Linked DNA regions of Bos taurus: region 2 is linked to region 1. The links are chromatin contacts, called in public Hi-C maps. All regions are on one chromosome and are shown on one strand. Each heading gives the region's core, a stretch centred on a gene start, on an enhancer-like site or on the middle of the called end of the contact. The rest is flanking DNA. Distances are from core to core; before and after follow the strand shown. Region 1 overlaps TTC28 (tetratricopeptide repeat domain 28). Region 2 overlaps TTC28 (tetratricopeptide repeat domain 28).

What was found. A called contact is a pair of places that touch in the nucleus more often than the background predicts.
Region 2: a Hi-C map of skeletal muscle shows a contact between it and region 1, with 4 times the contacts expected there. The contact joins two enhancer-like sites. A contact is called at or near these places in 2 of 11 Hi-C or Micro-C datasets (liver and skeletal muscle).

Annotation. Positions count from the first base shown.
Region 1 is chr17:67,455,213-67,461,351 of ARS-UCD2.0, reverse strand. The region is part of intron 12 of TTC28 (tetratricopeptide repeat domain 28); the gene reads left to right. Among named protein-coding and RNA genes, the nearest start is that of PITPNB, 130 kb to the right of the region's middle. Within about 2 kb of position 1,936, at least 10 of the 102 cell types and tissues checked have an H3K27ac peak or open chromatin away from gene starts, as enhancers often do. A contact at or near this core is called in liver and skeletal muscle, where this site is marked.
Region 2 is chr17:67,797,408-67,803,180 of ARS-UCD2.0, reverse strand. All of the region lies in intron 2 of TTC28 (tetratricopeptide repeat domain 28), which reads left to right. Among named protein-coding and RNA genes, the nearest start is that of TTC28, 170 kb to the left of the region's middle. Within about 2 kb of position 3,375, at least 78 of the 102 cell types and tissues checked have an H3K27ac peak or open chromatin away from gene starts, as enhancers often do. A contact at or near this core is called in liver and skeletal muscle, where this site is marked.

The DNA.
Region 1 (6,139 bases), core at 687-3,186:
GTGTTCTTGCCTGGAGAATCCCAGGGACGGGGGAGCCTGGTGGGCTGCCGTCTATGGGGTCGCACAGAGTCGCACACGACTGAAGTGACTTAGCAGCAGAAGTAGCAGCATTCATCTTACCTGTCCCTATGTTTTCAGATCTTTTATTTTCTTCAAGTTGGAATTTTCATTATTTTGTATTACAATAGATAATGCAATCGGTCTCATCTCTGAGAAGTCCAGTTATTGAGACATTTATTCAGCAAATATTTGTCACATGTGTACTATGTGTCTGGTTGTCTTCTGGGTACTGGGGTTGCAGAGATGAAACCAACAGCTTTCCTGTGGTAAGGAGCTCTCAGTCTAAAAGGAGAAAGATAAAAAACAAATGCATTCTGTTTGGATTTGCTGCTAATAGCTGTATGACCTTTGGCAGACAGTTTAATCTCATGGGGTTTTTATAACAATAAAATAATAATACCTGAAAAACAGTAGGAGAGAGCTGGGCACATTAGCAGCCTTCATGCAGTTGCTGCTGTCACTGATGAGAAAAGTGGGAGAGGCTCACAGAGGTCTTGGGAGCACTTGTGCCTCCAAGAGGGTTTAGTCAGGAGAGGCTTCCTAGAGGAGGAGGTGCAGTGAGTTTTTGCCAAGCCTGCAAGGCAGGGTGAACCCCATTTGGAGTGTGCAGCACAAGCTGAGGCTCGGGATGTGGGGCAGCTGCCTCCGGGGTGGAGAGGCAGGGAGGGCAGCACAGTTGGAATGTCGAGTGTAGGGAGAACTTTGACCCAGACACCCCTAGAAACAGGCTGGAAAGGTGCGAAGGGACCAGACGGTGTGTGGCCGTGGCTGGTGGTGTCCCCCCACAGCCAGGGCAGGAAGTTTGCATTTGAGAAAGACACACCGTCCCACTTGTCCAAGGAAGACTCAAGATCATTTTGCCCTGTGCTCTCTGAGGCTCTTGGGTTAAATATTCTACATGGTCTGTTATTTTAGGAGTAAAGGGAACCGTTTAAAAACCTGCTGGACAGTTAAGTCATGTTGAGCATCTGCCTTCTACCAAGAAATACTGTACATAGAAGGGAGGAGGCTCACTTTCTAGTTCTAGAGAAAACCAGAAAATTAATATTCTGATTTGGTCCAGCAAATGTTGTAAGAACAAGTCAAGTATAAAATATGTGCATTTCCTAGTAATGTCTTTGTGTTGGCAGAAAATTACCTAGCTGGGATAAACGTTCAGGGAACAAGCAAGGTTTTAGCTGTGCATAGTCCAAACCAAAATCCCTTCTCTGTAAACCCAGGGCCAGGGCCTGAGAACGACAGCCTGCATTATGAAATGGTACCGAATGCTCTTCTTACCCTATTCTTTATTAGAATTAAAATTGAATATTTTTGTCATGGTATCAGTAAAAATAAATAAAAAACAGTAGGAAGAAGGGAAGTCTGCCCTTCTGAAGGGCAGACGAGGCTGGGAGGCTTGAACTGTCTTTAAACACTGTAGCACAGCTGTCAAAGGAGCTCACTGGCCCTCAGTTTAACCAGAGAAAACATGTTTTATTAAATTATTTTGGCCTTATAGGGTGTTTTTTTAAATGAAAAATGATCACAGTTAGCATGCCTGACCCCTGTTGGCCTGATCATTTTATGAAGAATAATAATGTTCTATGGCAGAGCAGTCTGGAAAGAATGTCAGCTTGCCTCGGTCACAGATTCTCAGTGACCTCGGAGCATACACTAAGTCAGTGGAAGGCTAAGTACGTAGATTGTGAGGAACCAGTACTTTCTTCGGCATCCACGGGTTTTCACTTCCTTCTTTGGAAGAATCTCGTCTTGGTGGGAAGCATAATTACCCTTGCATATGCCACTTTGGGAAGAGAACGTGTGTCCATAATCACTGAAAGGAAATACCCAGTGTGGTCAGAGTCCATCCTGGCTGGCCCCGTGAGGTTTAGCAGCTGCTGCCAAGTTGCTGTGTGAGGGGGTGGCCTGGCTGGAATACCAGAGGCGTTGTTGGTTTCTGGATGCAACAGAGAAGGCCACACATTCCTGTGTATAATGTATCAAAATGACGCATTGATAGCTCTCTTTAAACGTGTCTCCTATTCATCCACCGTTTACATTCTTACTTTAGTTTTTCAATCAGTAGTATTTATAATTGGTATGAACTTCAAGGGTTCAAAGAGACAATGGTGAACAGTCTCTCTCCCATCTCGCTTTCTCATGACCTAATTCTCCTTGGAGTTGGCCGGTATTCGTTTTCCAGGTACATTTCCAGAGAAAATCTCACCATTTACTTTTGACACGTCTGCCTCTTGCTTCTTGAGGGCACGGAAGGTGTTTCACAATAGTTGTGGGAAAACTACTTTACCACCTTCATTCTGAACATAGAGCTGATGTTGAGAGTATGAAGTTATTGGGCAGGGGTGTAATTAGGCCTGTTCAACAATAAAATATTTTACATCATACAGCATTGAAATATTTTTATCCCATGTCTCATTTTACTCTTATTATAATCTAGAAAACAGATAAGAGCAAGTATTATAGTATTATTATTTCCACTTTACAGTTCACAAAACTGAAGTGAAGAGAAAATCCGTGCCTTTCTTTGTCTTATCGCTGGTCAGTGACAGTTAGATGCGAGAGGGTTCCCCTTGTGTCCAGGCTTCTGTCCAGTGTTGTAAGCCTGATTTTAGGGGAATTGATTTCCATTACTGTATATTCAGAGTTGTAATGCAATCTGCTATGATTTCAGAAATATTTTTGTCTCTTGCTTTCAATAAAATATTGGAACAAGCAATATTGTGAGGGCTTATTATAAAAACCTATACTAAGAAAGCTGTCTCACTGTAACCAGTCTCTGAGCCTGCCTCTGTTTCAACATTGTCCTGGGTGCTTTAGGTATGCCATTTAATGCCTGGTGTTCACCTATTTTACATTTGAAGAAACAGAGGCACAGAGAGAGGAAGTAAATTGCCAGTGGATATGCAACTTGAAAGTAGTAGGACTGGAATTCAAATTCAGTATGTACCTATTTCTGCCAAGAAGTGCTGCCTCCCCAGATTAGATGGCCAGAGCATAAATGATTATTATTTTCATAACACAGATATTTTATTTATTTAAAATCCAGCAAATGCATATGGGTCCTGATTACTAGCAGTTATTAAAAGATGATAAAAATTCAACTGTCGAGCTCTATTTAAAATACCATAGAATATTAAAGATGTAAAAGCTTGCTTCCTGCTTTCAGGATGTTACCATCAATCTGAAGGCATCGAAATAACACAAATAAACTTCAGAACATAACATGATCATAAAACCACACTCGGAAACATGGAATCAGAGAGGTTTGAAGTTCGAGGGGCCCAGGAGGTTATTTAGAGACTCCATCCAAGCCTGAAGTCATCCTTTTCCCTCTGATTTGTGTGTCAGTGATACCATGAGCCTCCCAAGACACCAAACCCGCAGACATGGAGTTCGAGTACATTCCTTCCACTCCTTCATCTCCAGCCTTGCAAACTACGTTTAAAGTGGTCTCACTCCTGCACCCTTCCCTCATCCACAGGAAAAGTAATAAGACCACGTCAGTCCTTTATTTCCAGCCCTGCCAACTATGCTTCTCCTGGTTCATATCCTGTCAAATGTGTGCTGAAAATAGGACACCAAACCAGATTCCTGGACCCCAGTCTCTGTGCAGTCCAGGGCAACAGGCTCCCCGCTGGCACAAGATTCCCTCCTGCTGCTCCCTTGATGGAGGCTGCAGTGCCCCATTCCTGTGTAGTCCCCACCCCAGTTGTTACTCAGCCTTCTCACAGCTGTGCTGGTCTTGTCTCCTCCTCCTCATGGACCAGGTTCACATCCAGGATGCGAAGGAATTTGTCCAAATGCCTTCCTACCACAGGGGCATGTGGTAGAAAGGGCCTTGGGCTGTGTCGTTTGTGTGGATGGGGAATTGAGTCACTGTGGAGGGGGGCGGGGTGGTGCCACAGGCAGCAGTGGACACTGCGCTTGCAGTGGTTCCGCTTCCCGTACGCAGAAGTAAACTTCTCACACACAGCAAATGAACTCACGGGGAAGAGAAATACCAAGTACCCAATGGTACTAGAGAGTGAACAGAAGCAATCAGATTCTGGAGAGGAGTCACAGCATGCAAGAAATGAATGGCTTAGAGGACATGTCCCATTTTTACAGCTTTTAGCCTAAGGTAAGACCACAGTCAGCAGCCATATTTGGCACTTAGAACTCCAATAAAACATGATACCCTTCTGGTCTGAAGAAGCAGATGACCGTGCTCAGGGTGACTGCAGCCCGTGTGTAAACTCTGCCCCATCTGTGGCTCACCTCTGAACTGCAGATGCACAGGGCAGATTCTAGCTAAAGGTAAAATTGAACTGAGATTTGAATTGCCACTCAGACAAAATTTTTCACTGGAATCCAATCAAGTGAATTTCCTGCAAAAAAAAAAGGAAAATCAATACTCTTCAGAGGAATGTAACAGAATTCATAGCATAACTTTCATAATACCCTGAATGCACTGAAAAAAATGTTGATGTTGACATACAAAGAACCAGAAAAATATAATTCAGTTTTTAAGAGAAAAGATAGTCAACTGATATTAACCCTGAGTTGATTTAGATGTTGGAATTAACAAGGATTTCAAAGCATTTATAATGATGTTAAATTAACTATGCTCACCATGAGAGAAAATAAAAGAATAACAGTAAATTTAAGTGTATAAAATATATAAAAGTATATTTTCAAGTATATTTAAAATACACATATAAAGCAAAATAAAAAATATGAAAATATAATTTAGCAGAGAGTGAGAAACTTTTTAAGAGAACACAATGGAAATTCTAAAACTGAAAAATACAGTATCTAAAATTTAAAATTCACTTGATGGACTTAATAACAGATTGGAGTTGACAAAAGAAAGAGTAAACTTGGATATAGATCAATAGAAAGTATCTAATCTTAAGAAAAGAGATAAAAAAGATTGGAGGAAAAAAAAGATCCTCACAAATTTGTGGAACAGTACCAAAAGATCTAACGTGTGTAATTAGGGTCCAAGAAAAAAAGGAGAGAGAGAATGAGGTAGAAAAAAATATTTGAAGAACATTCCCAAATTTGGTGAAAGACATAACATTTAAAAATTCAAGAATCTCAAAGATAACCCCAAGTAAAAATAAATAAGATATTTACTTTTGTAAATAAGAGAAAATTCTGAAAGCAGCTCAAATCAACACATTACATAGGAGGAAACAGTGGTTCGAGTGATGTGGATTTCTCATGCGAAAACATGAAGGTCAGAAGACACTAGGAATAATATCTTTAAAATGTTGACTGAAGAAATCATTGATCCAGAATATTAGGAACAGCAAAAAAAAAAAAATTTTAAGAATGAAGGCAAAATAAATATATTTTCAGATTTTTTTTCAGAAATTGAATATTGATAATCAGAAGACCTTTACTACAGGAAGTACTAAAAGAAATACTTCCAGTTGAAAGATTAGTGCTTGATAGAAACTTGGATCTTCAGGAAAAAAGAAGAATGTCAGAAATGGAAAATAAATGGGTAAAAACAAGACCTAGTTTTCCCTTATTTTTTAAAAAGTGCATAAGATTATATAAAACAAACAAAACCCAGACTGTCCTATGGTATTTATAATGGAGGTAGCTGAGATACATATCACAGTCGTATAGTGAAAGCTGGAGGTGGCGTTAAATGGGCCCTTTGTGTGATACTTCGAAAGGTTAAGGACATACGTTCTAATCCCCAGACAACCACTGTACACAACAAATGTCCAGGCTAAAAAGCCAATATAAATTAAAATGGAATTCTAGAAAGCAGATAATCCCAAAGGAGGTAGGAAATGGGGAAAACCCCACAGGGGACAAACAAAATAATAAAACACTAGATTTTAATCCAGCATATTAGTACTTTCATTAAATATTAAGGAATTAACTCCAACTAAAGAACAGGCACTGTCAAAATAAATTTTTAGAAAAGCAGAACCAAAATATCTGCTGTTTATAAATAGGCTGAAAACAAATGCATGCAAAAGGTAAGCCTGAAGAAAGATGAAGTGCCTTCAATCAGGTAAAATAGACTTCAGCACAGAGTATTACCAAAGATAAAGAGGGACATTTCTTAATGATAAAA
Region 2 (5,773 bases), core at 2,126-4,625, 340 kb before region 1:
TACATAGGCTTGCCTCCTTTGCTCACACTATTTGTCCTTTTCTTAAGTTATTTCATTCAACAAATATTTATTGACAGTTGTATCAGGCACTGTTCACTGGGTGTTGATTTTATGACAAAGTTCCTGCTCCATTGTAACTTACATTCTTGGGGATATAAGACATTAAATAAATAAACTCTTAATATATGCCATAAGGCCTATGAAGTAACTGTAGCAGCCCAAGGAAGAGAGACAGTAACAGTATGTGGGTCATAGTGCTATTGTTTTAGAAGGGATGATGAAAGACACCTTTTCTAATATGATATTTGAACTGAAGGAACTGAGGGTGAGATCCAAGAAGGTATTTGGGGGAAGAGTGGTTCAGGAAGAGGGTGCTTGATATATTCAGGGGACAGTGAGGTGGCCAGTATGGCAGGGTCTGAGAGAGTCTCTCCTACTTAGGAGGTGAGTTCTGTGATTCTGAAGAGCATTACTGCCTGTGATAAGGACCTTGGCTTTTGGCTCTAGAATGAGTTGTATCTCCTCTGAGTTTCTGTTTCAGATTCCTTTGTCACATCGTCCTTGGCCATCCCTGTTGAAAGTGGTTTCTTCTTCTGTCTCTTGGAATGCTGTTAACCACGTAACTCATTTGTTTAACTGACCAAGGCAAATGTCTGGTTGTCTTCTTATAGGTCTTCAGCTCTGTCCTAACTTCTTTTAACTTCTTCTAGTGTAGGGACTTAGTTTTATACCTTTCTATCCTATATGATGTTTTGCACCCTGTTGAGACTTAATATATGTTTGTTTTGTGAGGCTCTGACCTCAGATATCAGCAGCAGGAATTTGAAAGCAATGTCTAAGATGGAAGTGAAAGGACTTGGTGATAGACATAGGAATGATGTTAATTAAAGTTTTAGTTTGTGATCCTAGAAGAATAACAGTGCTATGGACAAATACAGGAAAGTTGGGAAGAGAAACTGATTTGGGGGAAGATTAATGAATTGGTTTGGAGTTTATTGAACTTCCGTGTTAGTAAGATATCCACGTTAAGCTGTGAAGAATGATTTGGATGTTAGAACATATACAGAGTATTGGTGTTATTTGTGACTCCAGCCTGCAGTATGTAATTTTAAGAGCAGGGACAGCCTCTTACTCATATTTCTAGTGTCTGGAACAGGGGCTGGCAAATAATAGGTGCTTCCATCATAGGCACTTAGTAGTTTTATTGAGCAGAGCAGTGAGGCTGCTGTGTACCTGTGATGCAGATTATGGCTTGAGCACTAGTGCTTCTTCCTTCAGCTGTAATTGCTGATATTATTTTTTTTTAAAGATAATGATTTCACCATCAGATTTCAGACTCAGGCTTAGAAAAAAAGACAAAAAATAATTTGTTTTAATTAACTGTTTTGGGTATTTTAATGACATTTGTATCTGATATTGTTAGTATCCAATCTGCTTATAATCATTCCCATCAGTCAGTCCTGCCAATGCATTATATTGTAGAGCTTTGAGAGTAATACGTTAAACGTGGTTGGAACAATGGAGTGATGGTACATCAGTTGTTTTTATTATGTATATCAGTTAGTATTCTAGTAGCTTACATTACCCATTAATTCCCATCTATCAAAGTAGCCTCATGGTGATAAGAATTACTAGATATGTTGGATGACAAATAATAGAATTACATTGTATTTTGTATTTGGAGATGTATCTCCTTAAGTAGGATGGAATCATTTTACAGATGCTGCATGAAACTTAATCTTGATAGCAATAATAAAATCAGTGCTAAATTTAGAGAAGCAGAGTCTACTTTTGATTAAAATTTTAATCTTGTCAAATACCTTAAATCTTTTTCCTTTAAGTCACACTTTTAGATTATATAGCCCTTTGGTCTAGAAACCTTTTCTATTTCTTTTTTCCTCTTGATATAACTCACAAATCAAGATCTTTTGAAATGGTCTCCTGCTTCTGTAGTTCTCTTCTGGTTCTGATTCCTTGGGAGCTGTGAGGTGCCTCTGAAACTGTATGCTTTACTTTTTGCTATGTAGCAGATGTCGTGGCACTAAGACCCAGAAACCATTTGCTCTGTGTGGCTGGAGCTGGGCAGGCTGTGCTCGCACTGAAGGGAAGGAAGTCATTAGTGCAGACTGAGCTGTGGAGTTGGGTTCTTGCAGGATTTCCTTCCAGCCTTTCCCCACTAAGGTTCTTGGGAATTAAAAAAAAAAAAAAAAATCTAAACACACAAACCAAGTTTTCCTATTTACAGTGTTAAGGGAAGGTAGACATTTCGGGAAGGGTAGATCCTTTCCCCAAGTTATCCAAGAAGGAAGAGAAAACAGCGTAAAGAAGCTCTGATTACAGATCTTTGGAATTTTCTTTGCTAAATTTTACAAACGAGAAATACACTCAGAATTTTGGGAATTGCTCCAGGCTGCGTGTGAGGGTTTGATTGCTTGTCTAATCTTTTTTTAAGAAGAGGAGAATTCGTCAAAAGGGGTTTGGATGGCAGGAACCCGACTGGGTTTCTGTAGCAGCTTGCGTTCTCCGGCTCTTCTCTGAGGGAGGGTCTCTGCGCCGGCTTGGAGACCCCTTGCTGCAAGCTCCTTTTGCGGGCGCTGGCCCGAGGGGAAAATGCTCCGCTCTGGCTGGAGTACGCTGGTTGCTGCTGGGACTTCCTAGCCCCGTGGGGAGCGTGTTCCTGGTTTGGGGATACTTCATTGAACTGAAGGCGAAAAGACTGGACTCTCCTGGGCTCTTTCCCTTCGCGGTGAATATGGGAAAGAATTAGGGGGTGGGAGGGAGGCAGCATGACTTGGAGTCGCCGCTGCCCTGCATCTGCCCCCAGCCCCCAGCCAGCATCTTGATGTTCCACATATCGGCTGTACAAATATGATGAAATGGCAGCCCCGGAAGAAGGTAAGTGTCCCGGAGTGGGGACGGGGCCCTGGTGCCCGACCCAGGGAGGGGTGACAGGGGGCGGCTGCCCTCGGGTCCTTCCACCCCTTCCATAGTTTGCTGGACGGGCAGGTCCAAATAGCTCTGTCCCTTTGGGACTTAGGCCAGTTCCTTAGGGTCGAGTTACCAAGTCTGATCTGCGTCCACTGCCCTCTTTAAGTTTTTCCTTCTTGGTATGCCTGGACTCTCAGGGGTGACAGCTCAGAAACATCCCTTTGCTTTAGAAACCCGGTGGAGCTAGCAACACGATTAGCTTTGCCGGAGCCAGCCAGGAGCTGCCAGGGTCTAAGAACTCGGTGGCGCCTCGTCTGCGGGGAACCATTTGGGGTTGTGTTCCCGACACACTCCAATGTCCCCGCAGGTGGGTGTTGTAGCACCTACTTCCCCCAGGGGTTAATAGGCTCTGAGCCGCTGGCAGCCGCTTCCCCAGGGCCCCGCTGGGGGGCGAGCATCCCCAGCACAACCGCCCAGCAGCTGGTTCCCGGGCAGCGGGGCCGCGGGGCCTCCAGCCTGAGCGCCTGGGGCCGGCCGGCTGGGCCTTCTACCCGCGGGGCTCCAGGCGGCCGCGTGGGCCAGCGCGAGTGAACACGCCAGCCATTGTCACGGGCGTGTGTCTTTGCGTGGCAGCCTGCACGGGTGTGTGTGCATCGATCGCGGGGAAGAAGGGGAGGGGGCACTTTGCTTTTTGCGAGATTATTTCCTAATATGGCTCCTTTGTTGAGAACTCACGAAAAAAAAAATCCAGTGGTTCTATCAAAATAAATTGCTATTGGCCCCAGAAATAACGTTTCTAAATGTGGGACTGGTCGCTACCCCAGGACATTCAGGGAGAAAGACAGCTTTCTTCAAGTTGTTGGCGGCTGTAGCTTTGGCTAGGGCTCCGTTTTGCTAACTTGTCTGGTGCTGTTAGGTGAACGCACTGGTTCACTGCATAGCAGGACTCCTCCCCCGCGCGCCCCCCCCCCCCCCGCGCCCCCCGCCCAATACCTAATTTGGCCTGGTTTTTATTGACATTCTTCTGAGGGAAAACATAGTGAACTGTATGTGCTGTGTGCCTCCCCAGCCATGACCTGTCTCTGTTAGCAGCTGCCTGGCGTTTTACTTGAACTAGCTAAACTGACTTCTTTCTTTGTGGCATGATGTGTGATACCATGTTTTACATCAGAGCTGAAATGGAAATTGTGTGAAATGCATGAGAAGATATTGTGCATTTGTTTTATTGCTAGAAAATCTAACAAACACTGCTTCAATATATCCTGGTGAATTGAAAGGTTTTCTTTGCTATCTAATTTGCTATCTGAAACGAAGTCATTTCTACCTCATCCTGAAGTCAGAATCTCTCATATATTAGTTCTTATCATAGAGCTTCTTTCAGTGAGATTGATTTCATGTATTTTAGATAAGAGATCCATGCATCTTCCCCCCCACTCCTGACCTATAAAAATCAGAGTAGGGTGAGGAAAACCCATAGAAGAAATGATATGATCAAGCAATTCAAACATATGCTGTGTATTCCTAGAGCCCTCCCTTCAATTTCTTCTGTATTTGTAAATTGTATATTTTTGAGTACTTTTAAAATGTCTGCAAAATATACATTCATAAATGTCTGTTTTTTCTATTTTACCCAGTACGCAGTAACTTATGTGGTTATGTCTGTGGAAACCCCTCTGGGTACTGGTATTGCTTGAACCACGGAAGTATTATTCTTGGCAGTCAGGTGGATTTCTGGGCTCTGGAAGATTCTGTTTCAAGTGTTACGATTCACTCTGAAGTATTTACTCACTCTGTGTTACTTAAATTGCTATACCAGAAGGTTGTGTTTATTCACTGCATTCATAATCCCAAATCATCATGTTATAAGGATCCAGATAAAATTCTACAGAGTTCATGGAAGATTAAAAAATAAGCTGAGCTATCAAATACTGTGTGATTATTTGGAGGTGGCTGGAGAACAGTTCTTGTTGCTTCTTCTACATTGGAAACGGAAGCTTCCTTGAAAGAATATTCAACTCCTAGAGGCCACAAATAATTCTTTACAAAGATTATTTTTATTTTTTACACCTGCAAGAATACTCACAGATCCAGTCACTGCCGTGGTCTCCGGCTGGGTATGCTAACACGTTTGTGGTGCTACAGTCACGTGCCATGTGTTTTGTCAAACTGTTTCATAAAAGCCATTTATGCCACACATGCAGAGTGATACTACATTGATGTGATTCAGCAAAGCTAGGACGTTCAGCAGTCGAATACTGATCCAAGCAGCACTGGGTGTAGCTGGGCCTCATGGCTAGGATTGGTTGCTAACTTGCTGTCATGGTGCCCTGTCAGCCACTGCCAGTGCTGGCTTTTGTAAATTCTGGGCTCACCGTAAGACCATGACCATAGGTTCTAAGTTTCTTTGTTTCTAACTGTGCATGCAGCTAGGGTATATGATTGAAAGGGAGCTCTTTACTCTTCTTTCCTCTGCTTATTTGCTGGGTTTAAGTAAATACTAAAATTCAAGATGTGGGCTTTGGAGTATTCAATTAGGGTCTGCTACCTTTTTTTTCCACAAAGAAACCACCAGAACATGATTAATCATGTTCCGCCCTCAGGACCAGTGAGGAGCTTAGTTAGCTGTAGCTTTGCTCCCTCACTTCTGGATACTACCACCAAGATGCTCTTCTTCCCTCCCCTTCTTGAAGAAACAGTGATTTCATCTACTTCTGAATTCCTGGAGCATTTAAAATCTATGCTCTTTTAGATAGATTGTGCTTTACTGATAGTAAACCACCCCTCCCCCCACCTTTTTTTAAATCAGCCTCTCAAGTTCCTTGAGTTTAGAAACAATACTTCACAC